Linked DNA regions of Rattus norvegicus: regions 1 and 3 are each linked to region 2. The links are chromatin contacts, called in public Hi-C maps. All regions are on one chromosome and are shown on one strand. The core of a region is the stretch at or near the end of the contact, and the rest is flanking DNA. Distances in the headings are between cores, read along the strand shown.

Region 1 (3,961 bases), core at 1,462-3,961, 730 kb before region 2:
CTGTTGACATTATTCCCTATCATTCTATTCCTTTTCTTCTCAAGTATCTTTCTGTTTTTCTCCATGGAGTGCACCTCCACTGCACTGTATTGTACAGGAGCACAGCGCACATGGATGTGCATTCAGACTCCTCTGTTTTATGAAAGAGAAAGCTACCAGAAGTTGTATTGGCAACATGATTCTTGGTTTCCTAGCATGTAAACTAGAGGTGGAAATCCTAGCTCTATTTTCCACCCCCGGGGAATCCCTGACACGGTGTACAGAAGACTGTATAGTGCATGCTTTTTCTCATGTATTTAACAATATTCTCAGAGAAGCCTGGCTTCTTCTAGAATAGGGATGTGTGTGTCTGTGGAATAGAATGTAACTAAAATTGTCAGCTGTGCAGGGTGGGTTATGAGTTTGTGAGTGTCAGGGAGCTGGTATTCTTTAAGTACGTTTTCCTCTTGTGTGGTGTCTGGTTTGTTACTCACCTTTTTAATGTGGAAGCTGCTGGCTCCCTGGGGAGCTCCTGGGGGTGTGTGCAAAGATAAAGGAAAGATGGCAGCCTTGAAAAGGAAAGAAGGTAGTGTTTCTACCAAGGCAAAAGACAGAAGAGAAGCAAATCTTGCTGGTTTATTTCAGAAGCAGTTCCTTACGTGAATCTGTCAGGTAGCCAATAAAGTTGTTAACTTCTTAAAGATAAAGAAAGGAATGTTTAAATAGACTCTAGTTGGTAGAGATGAGAAGTCTCCCCCAATGATGAAGCTGGAGCAGTTTCTGAAGGCTGAGGGTAACATATGTGACTCCATTTTATTTGTACTGAACTGTACAAAGAAAAAAAATCAACATTTTGCTCAGTTAAGACATTCCTACTTCTGAGAGATCACTGCTTTGAATTGTAATCACACTAAGTACATTTTCTTGTATTCATATTGTTTCCATTTGATTTGGAGAAACCTTAGTGGGAACATTTGCTCCTCTCTGCATAAATAACTTACCATTTTAATTTAGAGAAAATGCTTCAAGTTATGGTCATGAATTGAATTTAGAGACACCCTGAGCTCTGCTTTTAATCTATTGATTATTTGGAGGACAATTATCTAAGTTCTGTTCTTCACCTATGTCTGTATAACAAGGTTCCCCAAGCCTAGATCTTGAAATGTCAACCAGGATTGTTTTCCCAAGCTACTAATCAGCTTGGGTGTCTACTTGTGTAAACCAGGCTGTGATTATTAACTGACAGGCTAAGCATGCCTTGACTGGGGAATTCAGTACTCCATATACTTCTGATGTCTCTCCAGCAGACTAGTCTAAGCATGATCGCAAAAAACGTATTTAGGGTCTAAAAGCAGGAAGGTCCAATTACATAAAGAGACTAGGTGGCAACATGCACACAAGCACACACGCACACATGCACACACACACCTTTTGCAGTCTTGGTATCACATGTTGGCCAAGGCAAGGCATGGTGGATCTCAGAGTCTTAGAAAAGGAACACACTGTTGTACGTTGCAGTGCATAAACAAGACAGATGGGATTTGAAAGCAATTAACACACATTCAGTGTACCAAAAGTCACTCCAACTTCTTTTTTTTCCCCTTTATCTTTGCACACCTCCCAGGAGCTCCTCAGGAAGGCAACAGCTTCCGTGTTAATGAACTGCGCAATAAAGCAGGCACCACACAGGAGGAACCATACCTAAAGAGCCTCTCGCCCAGCTCCCTGGCGCTCACAAAGCCTCTGACTTTCCAGTTGTATCGTTCTTTGGTATCTCTAAAGACTTGGTAAAATAAAAACAAAAGAATAAAATACTCTCTACCTAGTTACTTTGCCCTGCCTGCTCTCAATTCTTGTTGAGAGGTTAGTTTGTCATGAAATAAAAATCTTGGTTTAATTGTGGGCCCACTACCATGCAAATGTATTAAATGGTCCAAATTCTCTGCTTCCAAAGTTGTTTTCTTTTCCCTTCTGGCTGTACCTGATCTTGTGCTCTAGCCCACGTTAAGCAGTGTCAATATTTAGGGACCTCTATTTGAGCAGGCTTTGGGGAGAAATCTGTGGTTTTGCTCTTGGTTTAACGTAAAATTGTTTCACTTTCCTCTGTCCCAAATTCCATGTTTGCATTCACTACTGCCCACTGTATGTGTCCTAGAGAAACCTCAAATGAGCATTTTGCAAAGAATACGCATTGTCTGCCTTTTCTCGGTTGCTAACACCCTCGAATGGGAGCCCGTTGAGTGGCTTTCATGCCATTTCAATCATGAATAATACAGTTGTGTAAAAATAGACAAAAATGAAGGTCTCTTAGAAGCCTACAATTTGCTCAGCCTAAAGGATGTTAAACAAATGCTCGCGTATGTAAATTAACGTCTGGCAGCAAGTACCTATGGTGGAGAAAATGAAGCGATGTATAGATGGAGTAATAGTGGAGGTGAATTTAGATCGGGTATTCAGGGAAGGCCTCTGAAATGAGGGGGTGAGCAGTGAGGAGCTGGACAAAGTGTTTTCAGCGGAGGAATTAGCAGGCGCAAAGGCTGCTGGGACTTCCAATGGAAAGCAAGGTAGGGAGCATGGTGAACCGACAACCAGGGTCCAGATCATGCAGGGCCCTTTTGAACAGTAAAGTCTTTGCACTTAGACTCTGAGTTCAGTGGCCATCCTTTGGGGACTGGGGAGAGATACGATCTGATGTCTGGCTGCTGTGTGAAGAGGCTACTGGAGGGAGTCAAGCTTTGAAGCTGGGAGCCTGTGATAGTTGCGTGACAGAGATGCTGAGGGGGCTGTTGAGTGAGTAGGAGTGGAGGCTGCAAGAAGAGGGCAGATCCTTTAAAATGGGTTTCATTTAAATAATCTAAATTTAGAGGCCGGGATCGGCTTTGCACAACTGAGCATATGGAGAGTGTTTCCCAAAGCAGACCCGGCATCCATCCGGCAACATCTGAGTTAATTTTAGGTACTCTGTCACATGAATGGGTTTCTACATTTTAACAGCTACTCAGGAATTTGCTGCTTATTAGGAAACTTAAAACTTGCAAGTAAATCCTGTGGTTTCAGTTTTTATTGGTAGCGAGAATGAAGTATTGATTCTACGGAAGAGGTAGTAAAAATTGGGAGACACATTGGCTGTCTGGAGTGGTGATGCTGAAGGGACCATTGATAAAGCTCACTTCTGAGGGAGAGCGATAATGACTCAGATGGTTTAATACCATGTGAAAATCATTAGAAATTAGACTTTATCAGTTATTTATTGAATTGCAGGCTCCATATTAGATGATATCTTACTCAGTCTCACTATAACCCTGTGAGATGTGAGTGGTAAAACCTTAGCATTTAGTCTGTTTAAGAGTATGGCCTCAGTGGAAGAACCTTCATCTAGCCCTGCAGAGACTTGATATGCCAGGATAGGGAAATATCAGGGGAGGGGGCTTCATTCTCTCAGAGGAGAAGGGGAGGGGAAAGGAAGTGGGGGGAGGGGACCAGGAGGGAGGACAGTGATCCAGATGTAAAGTGAATTAATAATAATAATAATAATAATAATAATAATAATGAGATTAGGCAAGTGACTCACAGAGAATAAGACTTTGTTCTAGGAAGTGTCCTGTGTGTTCTCAGACATGGCAAGATTGCAAGAGTGATGTGTTGATCTGATGACTCTTCTGGAAATAATAAGGTCTTAATCTTGTTTCCAGAGCAGGACCTCAAGTAGTTCTACATGTGGACAAACTTGTTAAAGAGATGAGAGAAACTGATCTTCTCTGTGAGGGCCTGGGTTTTTGTTTACCTCCCAGTTGGCTACTTTAAGAGGCAATAACCTGGAATCTCAGGAGAGAGGCCATATCTGGGATCTTCCAAGTGACTTACTTTCCTTCCTAATTACGTGTTTCATGTGTGTCCAGGGCTTGGTTACTTTTTAGCTTCTCTTCTGTCTGGATGTGCAACTCTTAAACCTCTGACTTGCATCCAAAACTCTAGTTGGAAA
Region 2 (4,198 bases), core at 89-2,588:
TAGTCGAATCAGTAACAACAGTTGATAGTGACATAGCATGTCTGCCCGGTATAAGAACGGACTCAATCCTTACAAGTGCCCGTTATGCCCACTGGACTAGTGTGCAAGCCAATGGAGAAAAGGTGGCTCAGAGCACAGAGGAGCTCTCTGACTCATTTGTGTGCCACACAGTGTCGGTGGGAACCAACCTGACTCCCCCCAGAGCATCCATGGATTTGCCCTCTTCCATCCAATAACCGCAAGCTAATTCACAATTGGGCAGTGGTTTCGGGTGCCAGTAGGATGGTCCCTCATGGCAAGCTCTTCCCCGCTGCTCTTATCTTTCCCCACACCCTGTAGAGAGTGTAAGTTCCTTTGTTCATCTTGGTTTTAAGTTCGTGTAGTCATTTTACATGACATTTAGGATGTCATCTACATCCATCGTCCTCCTGAGCACACTCTCTTGGCCCCCTGTCAGCCTCTTCAGTTCCCTGGGTTGCAACTCAAAGGAGGACTGGAGATCTCATACCTCTGCTTATCTTTACAAGCTTCATTGCCCATAGCTCCCTCTGCCCCATGTTCTTCCCCCATGTTGAGAATTTCCCCACAGGTATCTGCTTCTTCATGAGTACTGCTTTATCTGCAAAACCACTCGCTGGGTGTTATCAATTAGGGTCTATACAGAATGGATGGTGTATGTAGCTAAGACTATGAGAACTATCCTTGGCCACATTCACAGTCCTTCCTTATGGGAATTATTACTGAAATTCTCTTCAGCGATTTTTTTTTATTTTAACCGTGCTTTTCCAACTCTGCCACACGGTTTTACATCTTCCCATCAATCTGAGCCTGTAGTCTTCTCCTTTACACGTCAAACTCTTTTGACCATATTGAGAACTAAATCTCCAAACCAAAGCGGGAGTTCCCACAGTGCACACTGTAGTTTGTCCCTGAAGGGAGCCCTAAGCACCTTGCTTGAAGCAAAAGCGGAAGCCACGCCCATCCTGTGGCTGGGGAGCTGGGCCATTTCCTGTGTTTGGTATAATGCTCAGCTGGAAGCTGAGAAACAAACAGTTGTGTCCCCTGCCCTCCAAGTTCATTTCCAACACCGAAGTCTTTGGTTATGGTTTGAATGTCTCTCCTGTTGGGCTCAAATGCCTGGGTGTGACTCACTGGAAATGCCGGCAGAGAGTGACTTCATCCAATTCCTGAGAAGCATTTGAGGAAGCAGGCACTTGTGGCTGGCCAGTCCTGGATTGAAGTTTCTTTACCCAGCATTACTATTTCCTTGTCATTTTTTGAAAAGTATCATAGATCTAGTGCAAAGGTCAGTGTACTCCCTCTATAAAAGGTCCTGGTCATAAACACTTTAAGCTTTGGGGCTAGGGAGATAACTCAGTTGGTAAAGTGTTTTCCAAGCATGAAGACCTGAGGTGAAATCCTAGAACCCGTATTAAAAACAAACAAACCAAACCTGGACGTGTGGCACATGCTTGTAATCCCAGTGCTGATGGAGATAGCTAGCTAGTCACTCTGGCCTGCTTGGGAGGGAGTCCCCAGTCACTGAGAGACCCCATCTCAAATGACAAAGTAGTTATGCTTGAAGAATGACGGCCAAGGTTGTCTTCTGGCTTCCACATACACATTCACATCCCACCAACAACAATAACAATCACACCCAAAAATCAGATAGATATATGGATGGATGGATACGATTAGATGGATAGTGATTAGATTATCTAGTGATTAGATAGATAGATATGCAGATAGATAGATAGATAGATAGATAGATATGCAGATAGATAGATAGATAGATATGCAGATAGATAGATAGATAGATAGATAGATAGATAGATAGATAGATAGATAGATAGATTAATTATAAGGTTTGTGGTTCAAAAACAAAGTCTCCAAGTCTTTAATTGACAAACTTGATCTGTTCTAAGTCCTGTAGCTTGTAATTGCTCCTGTTAATAAGTAGAACTGTTTGTCTTATCTTTGTGTTACCCTCCATGAGTTGTTTTTTTTTTGTTGTTGTTGTTGTTTGTTGTTGTCATTGTTGTTTTCCCCCTCGTTGGATTGCATTTCAGAATTGTAGAGGCAGTTTTCAAACATTTCATCAGTGCATCTGCTCTATTGAGTGACTTGCAGTGCCCCCCTGTGGCCAACATGATGTCTGCAGCCACAGTCCTTGGTTGAGACGACAGATTTAGATTGTAGCATACTGACCATAGGGTATCTAAAAAAACCCACACCTTTTGCTTTTGATAACTTTTTTTGCACATTTCCCACGTTGCCTTATTGAATATAATATTTTTACTCTTTGCTTGACAGTCGGGTAGTCAGATGTTCTCACCATTGCGTGGGGGGGGGGGGACACAAAAACAATTTATCTCCCTAGTAATTACTGCAGCAAATAAATCTACCTTTTAGAGTCATTATTAAGAGTGATTCTAAGTTTCTGGTTAAAAAAGTAACCAATGGCTGGTGTGTGTGTGTGTGTGTGTGTGTGTGTGTGTGTGTGTGTGAGAGAGAGAGAGAGAGAGAGAGAGAGAGAGAGAGAGAGAGAGAGAGAGAGAGATGGGCAGTAAAATGGGATGAGCTATAGAGGAAAATGCTTTAGTTGATCTCAACAATCGCTCCCCGATGCTGACCTTGACGGTCTATGCACACATGTGCTTTCTATGCTTTTGTGGAAGAGTTGGTGCCTTAAAGGCGTGGAGCCAACGGGTGTCAGCAATGCTCATCACTTTACTAAACAAGAGGACCCCTCCAATGAAAGGTTGGCCTGCTTAGTGCTCAGTGACTTTTACTGAAACTCTCTCTTAGGAAGGCAAAGACAAAACAAAACGACAAACAACAATAAAACAAACAAGAACAAAAATCATGGGGGCCCATTTAGTGAAAATAGTAAGTGAGCATCAAAGCAGATTGTGAATGGAACCGGACCAAACACCCATGAAGAATCACTTAAATCCAGACATGTAGAGCTTAGAAAGAAGTCATAGACCCCCTTACCAGCAAGCCTTGCAGGCAGAGAAAGGATGAACAGGTTTACTGTTATCAGGATTTAGGAATATTATCTCATGTCCCAGGGCTAACAGCACTGCAGCTTAGCCCAAGCATAAATTGTGAGCAGACTTCTGCACTTGCCCTCTGGCATTTCTCCTGCTATTGCCTGGGAGAGCCACTTCAGCTGCTAATAAGAGAGCGCGAAAGCCTGCTTCTGATGCTTCAGACTGGAGGAGAGATGGCGTAAGCCTCCATTAGCTCCGAGAATTTACCTTCTCGCCAACTGTATTCTTTTACATTTTTTTTAAGTCTTACTTTTAAAATTTGAAAGTTGACTTGAAGTTAGTTCGGTAAACTTATAAATGGATCAAAGCCATCCTTCAGAAGCGTCTTACTGGGAACTGGTCACACCTAACACAGCTCCCTGACAGGTGTCAAAGAAATGAAGAAAAATACTTCAGGGTGGAATGGGCGAAATGGCCGTCGGGCTCATCTCTAAAGTAAATCGATGGAGTCTGCGCTATGGAGGGGAAAAAAGGCAGTCAAAGGAAGACTCCTCGGTGTTATTAAAGCTATACTTTCAAAGGTCACACATGTGAAAAGAAATGGTGCAACCAGAAAACCTGTGACTAGGTGACATAAGGGACAGTCGAGAAGTGATTGGAAGTGGATAGGAGTTAGCATCTCCCTATGCCTGGCCACAGTGATTGGGAAGGCATCCCGCTTTCCAGAGTTTACCTTTCTTCCATTTTGGATCTCGCCAGGGAGCAGTCTAAGAGCATGGATTGCTGAAAGTAAGAAAGCCCTTTGCAAACGGCTCAGGCGCAACTCCCCAGTCACTGCAGGGAGGTTCGGTTATTGCTGTTTGTACAGATAAAGACCGCGGGAGGAAAGCCCTGCACCTTGACGGGGGATACTTAGGAAGTGGCCACACTAGAATTCAAACGGAAGCCTCTGGGGCCGAGGTTCCCACAGCTCTCATCCTGACCCGTGGCTTCCTGCAAGGCAAGGCTGACTCAGACAGGCAGATCGTTTGTGGGAGAGAAAACGATGTACACTGTGTATGAAGTCAGGACAGTCGATTGCTTTCTGGTTAGCCTTGGACTTTTGGACCAAGGTCTGTGCCATAGGAGAGTGCGAACAAGGACAAACATAAGTTCCCCCTGGGGTCCATGACCTTCATTCTCCATGACTCACCTGTCCTTCC
Region 3 (3,684 bases), core at 250-2,749, 610 kb before region 2:
TAGGAATTGCTCTAACTATTCAGATTTGATCCCAACTCTCAGAAAACAGGCACCCTGCATCTACCAGAAATCATGTAGGCAGCATAAATTACCTGATCACACTGGTAACCCAGGACCTTAGTCACACAACACTTAGCAGATAAAAATACTTTAGAGAGCTCAGAGAGGATTCATTCTTAGATGTGGTTCAAATTCTAGGCCCGAAGAGAGATCTTGGAAATGTATGGTTTGAGCAGCATAAGTTTGCTTAGTTAACCATACTCTATCCACCTGTACAGGAACAAACAACTACCAACTTCATGAACTATTTGGAAAAATGAGAAAGAATATGTGTTATGGTGGTGATCAAATATATTTGATTTCTGATTCTATGAGATTTAAGTGAGATATGACTATCATAATCCTGGACACAAACATAAAAATTAAGCTCAGGTAGCAATTTCTTCCTATTATGGTATTATCATTATGTCTTTTTCTTTTAAAACATTTTTAATTTTTAATTATGTTTATGTGTGCAGGTATAGTCCTGTGAATACATGCCCTCAAAGGCCATAGGAGGGTATTAAATACCCTATAATTAGAGTTGTAGGCAGTTGTCAGATTTCTGATGTTGACCCTGGGAACCAAACATGGGTCTTCTGCAAGGGCAGTTGAGCTCTTAACCACTGAGCCACCTATCCAGCCTACCACCATGCATTTTTACTATAGTCCCACATCCTCCATCAAATCTAACACTTGACTGTTTTCATATTCTTTGTATATTGACTCCCATATCAGTTGGCCCAGGATGTGATACTACATAAACAAGCCCATCTTTGCATAGTTAGTAAGGCTGATAAGGAATGTCTTGATACCACTTTTCTACTGTGAGTATCAGTCCATATCATCATTCTGGATTCAGGCTGAATTAACAGTCCCAAGCTGGAATAGTGTGGCAAAAAGGAAAGTCTACATGATCCAATTCAACAATGACTTCTAGAGTCATTGGTATGAGATGGCATATGTCCTGTCTGTTCCCATTTTGTTTCTAAAGTCCCAAAGCCTGGCCTGATGTCAGTGCACTAAGGATGTATGATATTCCTTTGGGATGGTGGAACTTGATGGTCAAATAACATCCCAGTCTCTTACTGACTTATCAACAGCCTCCCTCTAACTTTATCCTGTTGATCATCACCAAGCCCATACCTTCTGAGCTCATTGGTGGCAAACAAGTTCCCTTCTCTAGTGCTACTTTAAAGCTCCTTTTGAAGCTTTGGCGCTCTTAATGTTCCCATATTTTAGTGACTAGACTATTTCACCAGCCCTAGGCATATTTTATTTTAGCAAACCTTTTGTGCTTTTCCTTGTGATATTAAGTCACTGAGATGGTGGGGCATTTTCTGAAGAGACTTCTTATTTTGAGCTTTAAGTCTTCAGAGCCCAAATACCTTACCCATATTTTCATGCCTGAGGCACCAAGTTCATGAGTGTACAAATAACTACTGCTACACTGCTTCAGAGAGCTCCAAGCGCTACTCAGTGGTGATAGGCTGAGAGATCAAGCCGGGGAGGACACAGGTTCAGATCCAATCCATGCTTTGTTCACAAGGCAAGTCCAGAGTGGAATGTGTTGGAAAGGCTATCCTTTGCTAATTCACTCCAAGCTCTGAACAGTTCCAACAGTGGCCTTTTCTTAAGGATTTTAGGATGTTCAAAGGACACTTTCTACATAGGGACCATGTGTCTCCAAAGGACTATATTTATGGAAATAATCACATATGGGGGATATTGCTGCTTTGGCTCTGTTTTCTTGAAATTGTCACATTATGCCCTGAACCCATAAGTCATCCACCTACTCTACATTTTTCAGATGTACATGACTCATGACATCTTCACAAGAGTGGGCCCATAGAACTGCTCTGGGCTTCGTAAACCAAATCTGTGGACCCAGCTCTTTTTCTAAGTAAGTTTCATTTATCTCTAGTACAGAATCTCTTTTCCTAGAGAAAGAAGCACTTGAGCCCAAAAATATCAGACTGGAAATAAAGATGAAGAAAAAAGTAACCAGATCAGCTGTGCTTCATAAGATATAAAGCACTGCTTCATGAAAAACATTCCTAAAAATAAAAACCCCTGGCAATATAGCAAAGAGACAAAATGACTTCTTGTGGTTGAATGGTTTTTAAGGTATTTCCCTCGTTACAGTTTTAAAAACTGTTCCAAAAGCAGTCTGTCTTAAATTCTGTGCCAAAGGGGAATATTGTCCACTGGCAGGCACAATCGTCAGAAATAGACAGCCATGAACAAGTGTTTTGATTGCCCCAGGCACAACAGCAGAGAGAGAGGTTACCACTTCCTGAGAAGTGCTTCAGTGTGGAAGGCAAAAGCTTAGTCAAGTTCACTACAGTGACTTTGAGCAAGTGTCACAACTGCGTGCAATGCTGTCAATATGCTGTCCTTCCAGTTCATGTAAGCAATGCTTTACTTATGCTTCTGTTTTGTGCAAAGGTGTTCATAGTTCCTGAGGGAATAAGCTAAGCCAAGCAAAATCCATCAGGACAGACTTTGGTACTCAGATGCTGGAGACCAAGTCACAATGACCAGAAAGCAACTGAAAAAGTCCATAGAGCAGGCAAACTTTGGGATTCTTATGTGTAGAATACTAAAATTAAAGTGGTCTAGGCTGGGTAGCACAGGCCTGTAGTCTCAGCTACTCTGGAAACTAAGATATGATTTCAGAACAAGTTTGAAGCCTGTCTGGGCAATTTAGTGAGGTAGTCTCAAGAGGGCTGAGGATATGGGTTAGTGGTAGAGCACTTGCCTGTAGTCCCAGACCTTAGGTTCATTCATGAGCACTGCCCCTCCACCACAGAGACGAGGGTATTTGATGAGTGAGGAAGGCTCAATCACTTGACACATTGGCAGGAAAGCACACTGGTATTTATGTTGTGGCTACCTAGTGAGATGGTGAAGTGTTTGTCACATTTGGGGCTCTCCATGATCACTATGATGATTGATCATGCTTCATCTTTTTGAGTTCCTAAATTTTTCCTAGAATTCCTTCATCTCCACCTGGCCATCTTGACCCAGAAGACAAAAACCACAGTCCTGATCTAGGGCTCTGGGAGCACTTGGGACTCATTTCAAAGTCTGAGGATTTTCTGGGACCAGGACAGAGTGTGGCTTGCTGTTATCTTCCTTTCAAGTATTGTACTTAGAGAAGGCACCTCCTACTTTGAGCAGCTGGTCCTCCTCAGAGATATTCTCCTTCATCTCATCCAGTCCTATTGGGGAATTTATTTTACTTAGCCTTTCCTCTCCTGAATTTATCTCTTTCTTTCTCAGAATAATGGGAAGTCACTCATCTATCCATTCAGGGGATTTCTGTGTCCTCATGGCTTGTCATGAGGCTTTTGACTAAGCTGACAAGTCATTTTTCACCCAGGCCAGAACTGGTCCCCTGGTTCCTGTTGCTAGTGAACAACACTGGGTGAGATTTCACAGCTGACAGCTTTCTCTCAATTCCATATAAATTCTATTTCTTTAAAGTGTTTAAAGTAAAACAATCCATTGATGTAATTTATGGCAATGTCTGTGCTAAAGGAGCAGCTACTGATGCCTGTCTGTTTATTCTCAACTGAGTACCAACTGGTACTGGACAGCGCTTGATGCTGGGGGTCAGCAGTGAGGTCAAAGTCATTATAG

The links. A called contact is a pair of places that touch in the nucleus more often than the background predicts.
Region 1: a contact with region 2 is called in a Hi-C map of frontal cortex, with 2.0 times the contacts expected there. The contact joins two enhancer-like sites.
Region 3: a Hi-C map of frontal cortex shows a contact between it and region 2, with 5 times the contacts expected there. The contact joins two enhancer-like sites. A contact is called at or near these places in 4 of 12 Hi-C or Micro-C datasets (the A7r5 cell line, Schwann cells, frontal cortex and 1 more).

What each region holds. Positions count from the first base shown.
Region 1 is chr2:41,820,835-41,824,795 of GRCr8, forward strand. It overlaps a transcript of Pde4d not described here. Among named protein-coding and RNA genes, the nearest start is that of Depdc1b, 200 kb to the left of the region's middle. Within about 2 kb of position 2,712, at least 4 of the 93 cell types and tissues checked have an H3K27ac peak or open chromatin away from gene starts, as enhancers often do.
Region 2 is chr2:42,548,738-42,552,935 of GRCr8, forward strand. The region is part of intron 1 of Pde4d (phosphodiesterase 4D); the gene reads left to right. Among named protein-coding and RNA genes, the nearest start is that of Pde4d, 94 kb to the left of the region's middle. Within about 2 kb of position 1,339, at least 15 of the 93 cell types and tissues checked have an H3K27ac peak or open chromatin away from gene starts, as enhancers often do.
Region 3 is chr2:41,934,327-41,938,010 of GRCr8, forward strand. It overlaps a transcript of Pde4d not described here. Among named protein-coding and RNA genes, the nearest start is that of Depdc1b, 310 kb to the left of the region's middle. Within about 2 kb of position 1,500, at least 4 of the 93 cell types and tissues checked have an H3K27ac peak or open chromatin away from gene starts, as enhancers often do.